2 separate regions of the Ovis aries genome follow, and region 1 is linked to region 2. A link is a contact called in public Hi-C data. All regions are on one chromosome and are shown on one strand. Each heading gives the region's core, a stretch centred on a gene start, on an enhancer-like site or on the middle of the called end of the contact. The rest is flanking DNA. Distances are from core to core; before and after follow the strand shown.

Evidence for each region. A called contact is a pair of places that touch in the nucleus more often than the background predicts.
Region 1: a contact with region 2 is called in a Hi-C map of skin fibroblasts, with 3 times the contacts expected there. The contact joins the promoter of ASH2L here to the promoter of BRF2 in region 2. A contact is called at or near these places in 2 of 16 Hi-C or Micro-C datasets (blood and skin fibroblasts).

What each region holds. Positions count from the first base shown.
Region 1 is chr26:32,374,582-32,378,870 of ARS-UI_Ramb_v3.0, reverse strand. It overlaps ASH2L (ASH2 like, histone lysine methyltransferase complex subunit), which reads right to left and starts at 1,901. Exons shown (of 12, transcript XM_060407144.1): 1 at 1,697-1,901; 2 at 981-1,047; 3 at 139-284. The coding sequence starts at 1,887.
Region 2 is chr26:32,200,157-32,204,396 of ARS-UI_Ramb_v3.0, reverse strand. BRF2 (BRF2 RNA polymerase III transcription initiation factor subunit) reads left to right here and starts at 2,523. Exons shown (of 4, transcript XM_004021774.6): 1 at 2,523-2,736; 2 at 3,427-3,486. The coding sequence starts at 2,583.

The DNA.
Region 1 (4,289 bases), core at 652-3,151, 180 kb before region 2:
CCCGGTGGCTCAGATGGTATCTTTACCTGTAGTGAGGGAGACCTGGGTTCGATCCTTGGAGTGGGGCCATCTGTTAGACATGTTGAGATCTACTATTTAACACAGCAATTCTCACAAAAGACTCTGAAAAATACTCACGAGGTATCTATGCCGAAGGTGTCTGCTGTGAACCATTTGGTACATATTCCACACTGCAGCTCCACCTCTCCCAACTGACGGCCATTTTCTTCATCCACGGAGCCTGCCTGAGTATCCATCACCTCTGAAGTATCCCCAGCACCTTCCTGTGTCCACAGAACCATCAGAGAATTGTGTCAGTTGATCTGATTGTATTTTTGATTCATTTAAAAAACCAAAAAAAAAAAAAACAAAAACCAAAAACCAAAAAACCCTTTTGCCTGGAATTGCTATCTTCCAGTACTTTGCCAAAATGACCAGTGCAAAGGGGGAGAAGAGGGTACCCCTACATGTTCTCTAGGTCTTTTAGAAAACATAAGAGCTGCTCCTTTGGCCACATACATGCAAATCTACAAGAAAGGTAATCTTGTAGATATCAAAGAAATGGGCACTGTTCAAAAATGAATACCCTGCAGAACAAAACTGGAAGAGTCTACAATGTTACCCAGCATGTTAGCATCATTGTAAACAATCAAGGGCAAGATTCTTGCCAAGAGAATTTCTGTGTGTATTGAGCATATTAAGCACGCTAACAGCTGAGACACCTTCCTGAAATGTATGAAGGAAAAGGATCAGAAAAAGAAGGATGTCAAAGAGAAAAGTACTTGAAATGTACTTGGGATCAACTGAAGCGCCAGCCTGCTTCACCCAGAGAAGCACACTGCGAGAGAACCAAAGCAAAGGAGTCTGAACTGTTGAAGCCCATTGGAAAACAAAAGAACTGAAGGGGTGGGGGGGGGGGACCCTTTAAAAAACCAACCCTATCGACTGTGCAGTAGAAACACTCAAAAAGAAATACTTACAAGTGTATCTTTTCCATTAGAGGATTCTGTCTCCAAGCCACCACTTACATCAACCGAGTTTGCATCACTGTAAAGTAAGGAGAGCACTCATGGAAGAAATTTCAGAAGAAAACCTGAAAACGCCTATTCCCAAAGATGATGATCCAAGTACAGCTGAACGTCACATCCCTACTCTTTTTCAGCCAAGCCAATGCTCAGACAGGATGCTCAGCATTAGGAAGAAGGCGGCCAAGATGAACTCAAGCCCGTGGGGCACAAGGAAACCTTACCGGCCCTTGCAAACAAGTCTACAGAGGACAGAACTGGTCCCTGGGGAGGTTCGCAGAGATGCACCTCTCCCACTCTGTTTTCAGAGGGACACACTCCTTCCAGCCTGGCAATACAAAGTGGTTTCCCTCTCTGGGAATTTTGAAGGGTTCCTGCTAAAAAAGGGGTAGGGGTAGCTACCAGCCCCCTGCCGGAGGAGTTAGGGCTGGGAGGGAGGCCGAGAAACCGGGAAAGGTGTGCAAAGGGGCGTAGCCTGAGATACGATTCAGAGGGGACGGGTCTAGCGGCGGGCGGGACTAAGGCCCCGGTAAAGGCAGGGCGAGCCGTTGGCCGCCAGGCCTAGGTTCGGAGCAGGGCGGGTGGGAGTGCTCACAGGAGCCACGGGATTCCGAGAGGGACAGGCCTCCCGCCCCCCACCCCCGTCTTCCTCGGGCCGCAGGGTGCCTTACCCGCTTTCGGCCTCTCCGGAGCCGGGCTCCGCGGAGGCTGGAGCAGCAGACGTCCCCTCTCCGGCCGGAGCAGCCGCTACGGCTGCTGCCGGCTTCGTCTCCCCTTCTTCTGCTGGTGTTGCATTGGCAGCCGCTGCCGGCCCGGATCCTGCGCTCACTCCCGGTCCTGGTCCGCTTCCCGCCGCCGCCATCACTGCCGCCTTCTAGACTTCTCGCGAGAATACTACCTCCTTCTCGCGCGAGATGCTCGCCGGCTTGCTCACCTTCAAACAGCAAAGGACTCACGGTGGGTCCGCCGTCTGTGTGGGGAAGGCTCTCTCCAAGTCCGCTTTAAGGGCAGGCGGGCGGGCGGAGGTGGGCGGGACCTGGAGGCTGCAGAGCTACAAATGCAGCCCGCGGAACGCGGTCGGGGCTTGTTAGGTTTTTTTCTAGGACGCAGTTCGTATGAAAGTGGACGCAGCGCATTTTCGTGGCCAAGCCTGCAAGTCACCGCGCAGATAAGGCACCCTGAGAGCGCTGGCGGCCTAAAGGCCCTGGACGCTCTGTTGTGTTCTGCAGACGCCTCTCACCGTTAGAGGTGGAACATGCCTTCCCGCCCCAGAAATTTGTTGTCGTATATTGCCCTCCTGATCTGCCACTTTGAGCAGGTTTCCTAGTGACATCTACAGGTGGGCGCCTGGACTGAATCCCAGAGCCCCATCTACGCCGGGGAGGGGACGTGGATGGAGTCTCCAGGCGGAAAAAGTCGAAAGCACTGTGTTCCTGAAACTGCAAGAAGCTTAATACCGTTAAGAGGAGGAAAATGAAGCCTAAGTGTTAAGGTGCTGGAGGACTTATGAATATAGAGAAATTTGGTCCTTAGAGAAAGGGACAGGTAATGGGCCAAAGGTAAGAATTTGAGGAATCAACGACAGTGCAGGTAGGTGAGGTCGTTGGAATGAGCGGAGTCATTCGGAGCCATGCTATCCAAACTCCTGGAAGTATTAGAGCCAGGACATCTTTCAGGAAATCAGTGTTTACATCGTAATTTCTAGAAAGCAGCCTAAAGATACACCTTTCCCCCTATTTTTAACACTTTCACGTCCACTTTTCTACCCCTTTACAAAAGAAAGTCATATGGGGAATCCAGTCTGACTACGCAATGTATTGTCCCAGGCTGTGAAACCTCTGGGACACCACGCACAAGAACGGTTGGGAATAATAGATATTTTGATTTCTAATTTCTTCCCAATTTCTTGCTTTTAACAAAACTGAAGGAATAACTAATTGATAGATACTACTGGCTGATACAGATTATTTTTCAAATTGTTGGTGATACATGCTTCAAATAGGTGAAACTTTAAGAAGAAACAATAATTGCACAAAGTATCTCCCCCTAATATTTATTATAGTGGCAATTTTAATATATAGCCACAAAAATCTCTGATACCTCCTTCCTCCAGCAAGTAGAATTTGAATTATCCAGTCCTTCGAGTGTGTGCAAGGGACTTGGTGCCTTGCTTCTAAAACAGAACGTGGAAAAGGAGAATAGTAGTTTTTACAGTGGGGAAACTGGCAGACACCTCTTTAACCAAGTGGTCAAGGTTAACACCAGTGGGTGAAGTCATGTTATCAGTTATCCCCTGATGTGAGGCAGTGGAGAACTCTACTTCATCTCTGGAAGTCTTTGCAAAAATTCACAACCCCAGACTAATCAAGAGAAAACATCAGCCCAATACAAATTGAGACCTTCTTGAAAATACGTAACCAGTACACCTGAAAACTGTGAACATCATGAAAGACAAGGAAAGACCGAGAAACTCACAGATTGGAGAAGACCAAGGAGACATGACGATTATATGCAAGTAGGATCCTGGATTGTATTCTGGAACTGAAAAGGGACATAGTGGAAAAATTGGTGAAATCTGAATAATAAAGTCTGTAGTTAAATGATAAGTATTATAACAACTTTATTTTGTTCCCTGTACCATGCTTTAAGATACTGACTGTAGGGGAAGCTGGATTATATGGGGGACCTCTTTGAACTATCTTTGCAACTCTAAAATTAATTGAAAATTTAAAAGGTAATTGGTGGGGGCAGAATCCACATTGCAGTGGACTGAGAAATGAGTAGAGGGCTAGAAGTAGACGTGTGCAGACGCATCTTTCCGCTTTTTTCCTGATGCATTTTATTTTTATAAAGAAAAGACCTCAGTTAATACAGCAAAGTGTCCACATCTGTCAGATTTGTTTGTGTGTTACACGATTCCCTGCACTGTCTCAGTGGCTTTGAAATAGTCCCTAAATACATGTTTGGCTCTGAAGGAGAGAGAACAGTTGGATGGAGAGAACAATTTCTGAAAGAAATTCAGAGTTGGGGCAGAGGATAGACTGATGAAACAGCTTTACTCATCAATAGGAAGGGAGAGGTTGAAAATACAGGAGGCTTGGTGGTTGATGGAGCAGCTTTGTAAAGAAAGTGGGTGCAGAGTTAAGTGAACTGACAGAGATGGAGAGGTTATTCTTGATGACAAGGAGGGACTCCATCTCGTGAGACTGGAGGAAAGAAGGGGCAGTGGAATAAGAATGCCATTTCTAATAAGGGGAACAGGAG
Region 2 (4,240 bases), core at 1,274-3,773:
AGAGTTTGTATTGGAAGGAAAGGCACCAAGGATGATACGTATGTCCTGATTTCCCAGAGGAAGACAAATGAATTTCCTAAATAAATGGTTTTCTTCATGAGAACGTGAACCTTAGACTTGCATGTCTTAGGAGAGCGCGCCATCTTCTGGCCTGGGTCCTGACTACCTCCCTGCCTGTTTGCGTCTGAGGGTGAGGCTCTCTGAGACCATCACACACTTGCAGCTGGAAGAGAATTACCTCTCCACCCCTGGAGTTGCTAGCTGTGTGTGTGCTCAATCTTGACTGACTCTTTGGGACCCCATGGACTATAAACCGGCCAGGAGCCTCTGTCCATGGGATTTTCCAGGCAAGAATACTGGAGTGGGTTGCCATTTCCTCCTCCAGGGGATCTTCCTGACCCAGGGATTGAACTCGAGTCTCCTGCATCTCCTGTATTGCAGGCAGATTCTTTACCACTGTGCCACCTGGGAAGGCCCAGAGTTGCTGGATCATAAAACTGCTCTTCCACTTTACTATGAGAAATGTCAGGGAAAGCAGAATTTCAGGGCTTCTGTCATGGGTAGATGACTCTGTAGTGAAATCCCACTTTAAAAAAAATGCAGTTAAGTTCATGATCTGCACAAAACTGGGATGAGCGGCGTCAGATACTGTTCTCTATGGTAATGTAAAGACATACTCCCAGGGCCAGTTATATTCCTTTTAGGGACATGTTTACCCTCCCAGTTGGAGGAGGAAATGGCAACCCATTCCAGTATTCTTGCCTGGAGAATCCCATGGACAGAGGAGCTTGGTGGGCTACAGTCCACGGGTCGCAAAGAGTCAGACACGACTGAACGACTTTACTTTCACTTTACCCTCCCAGTAAGGATGTCGATTGCACTGTCTGAAACTAACATCTTCTAAAATCTGCTAATGCCAGAGACTGCCTGAAATTCTCCAAGATCAAACAGAGAAGCAGAAATTCCCCACATACTTTCAGCATGGGCTGTAATAACACCCGTCTGTTTTCTTGGAGTCAGAGGGACTGGCCACAGTTCTTTGTAACTTTAACTCAATTGTCTTATTTTTCAAACATAATTGATTCTAAAACTTTCAAGTGTTAAAAAACATTTATTTATTTATGTATTTATGCCACACCACATGGCTTGTGGAATCTTAGTTCCCTGACCAGGGATTGAACCTGGGCCCTCAGCAGTGAAGGCACAAAGTCCTAACTACTAGGCTACCAGGGAATTCCTGAAAACCTTTATTCTTGATGAGTGCAATTGGGATTTACTTATGAGAAAACACATCCTCTTTGCTGACACTTATGTTATATTCAAACATGACATACAAAATCTCTCATTTGTGAGCTTGGTTTCTGGAACATTACTAGAGGCACATTTTTGCTTGATTCTTTGATCTATACTATACCATGCCAGGAACTTCGGAGCTAGAATCTTGGAGCATCTTAAAGCTTAAGGTTTTAAAAACATCTCAATTTGCTTAAATTCTTCAGACTGCCAAGGGCCTCACTAACCTCCATAGTTTTTCTCTCCAACTCCCTTAGACATTTCTTGCCTAGTCTCTGGAAGCCTCCCAGGTTGTCACTCTGCAAAGAGAGGAAACAACGTGCTTGTAGGGAAGCTGCTTTGGAAAGAACACAATTTCCTGCTCTCTCAATACACTACTCTCCCTTTTAGGCCACAAATTTTGTACTATGGCCAGAATCAACATTTATTAAGGGTCCGTCTAGTCAAGGCTATGGTTTTTCCTGTGGTCATGTATGGATGTGAGAGTTGGACTGTGAAGAAAGCTGAGCGCTGAAGAATTGATGCTTTTGAACTGTGGTGTTGGAGAAGACTCTTGAGAGTCCCTTGGACTGCAAGGAGATCCAACCAGTCCATTCTAAAGGAGATCAGCCTGGGATTTCTTTGGAAGGAATGATGCTAAAGCTGAAACTCCAGTACTTTGGCCACCTCATGAGAAGAGTTGACTCATTGGAAAAGACTGATGCTGGGAGGGATTGGGGGCAGGAGGAGAAGGGGACGACAGAGGATGAGACGGCTGGATGGCATCACTGACTCGATAGACGTGAGTCCGAGTGAACTCCGGGAGTTGGTGATGGACAGGGAGGCATGGCGTGCTGCAATTCATGGGGTCGCAAAGAGTCGGACACGACTGAGCGACTGAACTGAACTGAATTGAGAAAAAGGAGAGTCGGCGATACCCTTGGCGCTTTAGAAAGAATTGTTTGTGGCTGGCAACAGTTTTTTGTTTGTTACGTGCGTCCACAGCGATAGAAAGCTCACTCAAGAGTAACCCCGAGCCTAGACGGCCAACCTCAAACTAAGTACAGATCGCGGGGAATCCGAAGAGACAGTCCAGACCAGGAACCTCCTTTCCTCGATCACGTTTCTACCCGAGTCCGCAGAGGAACGGACCGGAAGCCGCGGAGAAGGTACCTACAGTACGGCTGTTACGCTGGCCGGAAGAGGAAGGTGCAACCCTACAAGAGTCCGCTCCTACTTCCTGTTTCGGCACAGTTGCTGTTGTGGGCGGTAGGGTCGGTTAGCTGCTTGGGCTCTGGACCGCTTGTGCGATGCCGGGTGGAGGCCGCTGTCCCGATTGCGGCTCCGCTGAGCTAGTGGAAGACTCGCACTATTCCCAGAACCAGCTGGTGTGCTCCGACTGCGGCTGCGTGGTCACCGAGGGCGTTCTTACGACCACCTTCAGTGACGAGGGCAACCTTCGAGGTACCTGTGAGGGCTTTTCGGAGGCCATGGATACAGCCTGGGGCGATGGAGGGATTGACGTCAGATGCTTCTTATCTCTTGCCGTCTCCCTGTCTTGAGCACACTTAGATATGGGAGAAAACAGTGAAAGTGAACGAGTGAACTTCAGATCAGGGGCTGCCATTATCTGTTTTCTTAGCACCATATCTGTTACATGTAGTAAATGAAACAGAGAGAAACAAAGTTCCACTGAATTTACCTAATTTGCCTATTTGGAAGCATTATATCAATAGGTCAGTGTTGTGTGAATGTGGAAACTACTACTACCCCAAAGCAGTTTTGAAAATTAATTGGCAAAAACTTATTTTTCTTTTTTTCATTTGTGTTCAAAGTCCCTGACCAGTGCAGCCCTCAAAATCTACAGGCAGGAAAATTGCCTGAATTGAATGTACAGGAGGGGTGGCTGGAAATTTGGAACACTTGGAACTGCTTTAATGCTAGTCCTAATTTTCTAAAGCTTTCTGTGTATTTGGTACTGCTTGTGGTTATAGAAAACCAGATGGACGTTTTACCTGCAAAGATGAGCACCTTCTGTGAGCTGGGGAGCGGATACCTGATGATTTGGATTCTGCTCCCTGGTTTTGTGTGGTGGGAGGGCAGGGGTCCGTGAATAGAGACTAAACAAGCTATTTTTTGTCCATTGTCTTACAGAAGTAACATATTCTCGAAGCACCGGGGAAAACGAACAAGTTAGTCGAAGCCAGCAACGAGGTGAGAATCAACCTTTTATGACACAGTGGCTTTAAAGAAAATTCTCCTTATGGTCCAGCTCGTCTGCTTGTTTTTTCTGTTTTCAGCATTATTATGTAAAGGTAGAGAAGAAGAGAATGGTAAAAGGATTGAGGTGGTTCTAAGAGAGGTAGCAATTAGGTGGAAGGTTTAAGTCTGCTTGGGTATGTTTGAGGTAGATTCGAGGAACCCAGGTCAAAGCTTGGTCACAAATCAAACCAACTTCCAAAAGATGAGGCACTGAAGTGTTGACTTCTTTCCACAAATGTCTTTGTGCTTTTCAAATGGCCTTACCAAGTGTCACTCTTATCATTGTAGAAAGGTCCATTATTTGTGCATGTGGTATCTGAGGTGAGTTTAACAGAACTTGCTGGGAGCTCCTTTGACTCCTTCACGTATAGTATCATGTCATCTGCAAACATGATATGAAGTGACATTTTTACTTCTTTCTAATTTAGATTCCTTTTAGTTTTCCTCTCTGTTTGCTATGGCTAGACCTTCCAAAGCTATGTTGAATAAAAGTGACGAGTGTGGGCATCTTTGTCTTGTTCTTAATCTTATAGGAAATGCTTTCAGCTTTTCACCATTGAGTATGATGTTGCTGTGAGTTTGTCGTATATGACATTTATTATATGTTGTTCCCTCTAGACCCACATTCTGGAGATATTATTATTATTGTAAATGGATGTTGCATTTTATCAAAAACTTGTTCTGCATCTATTGAAATGATCAGGCT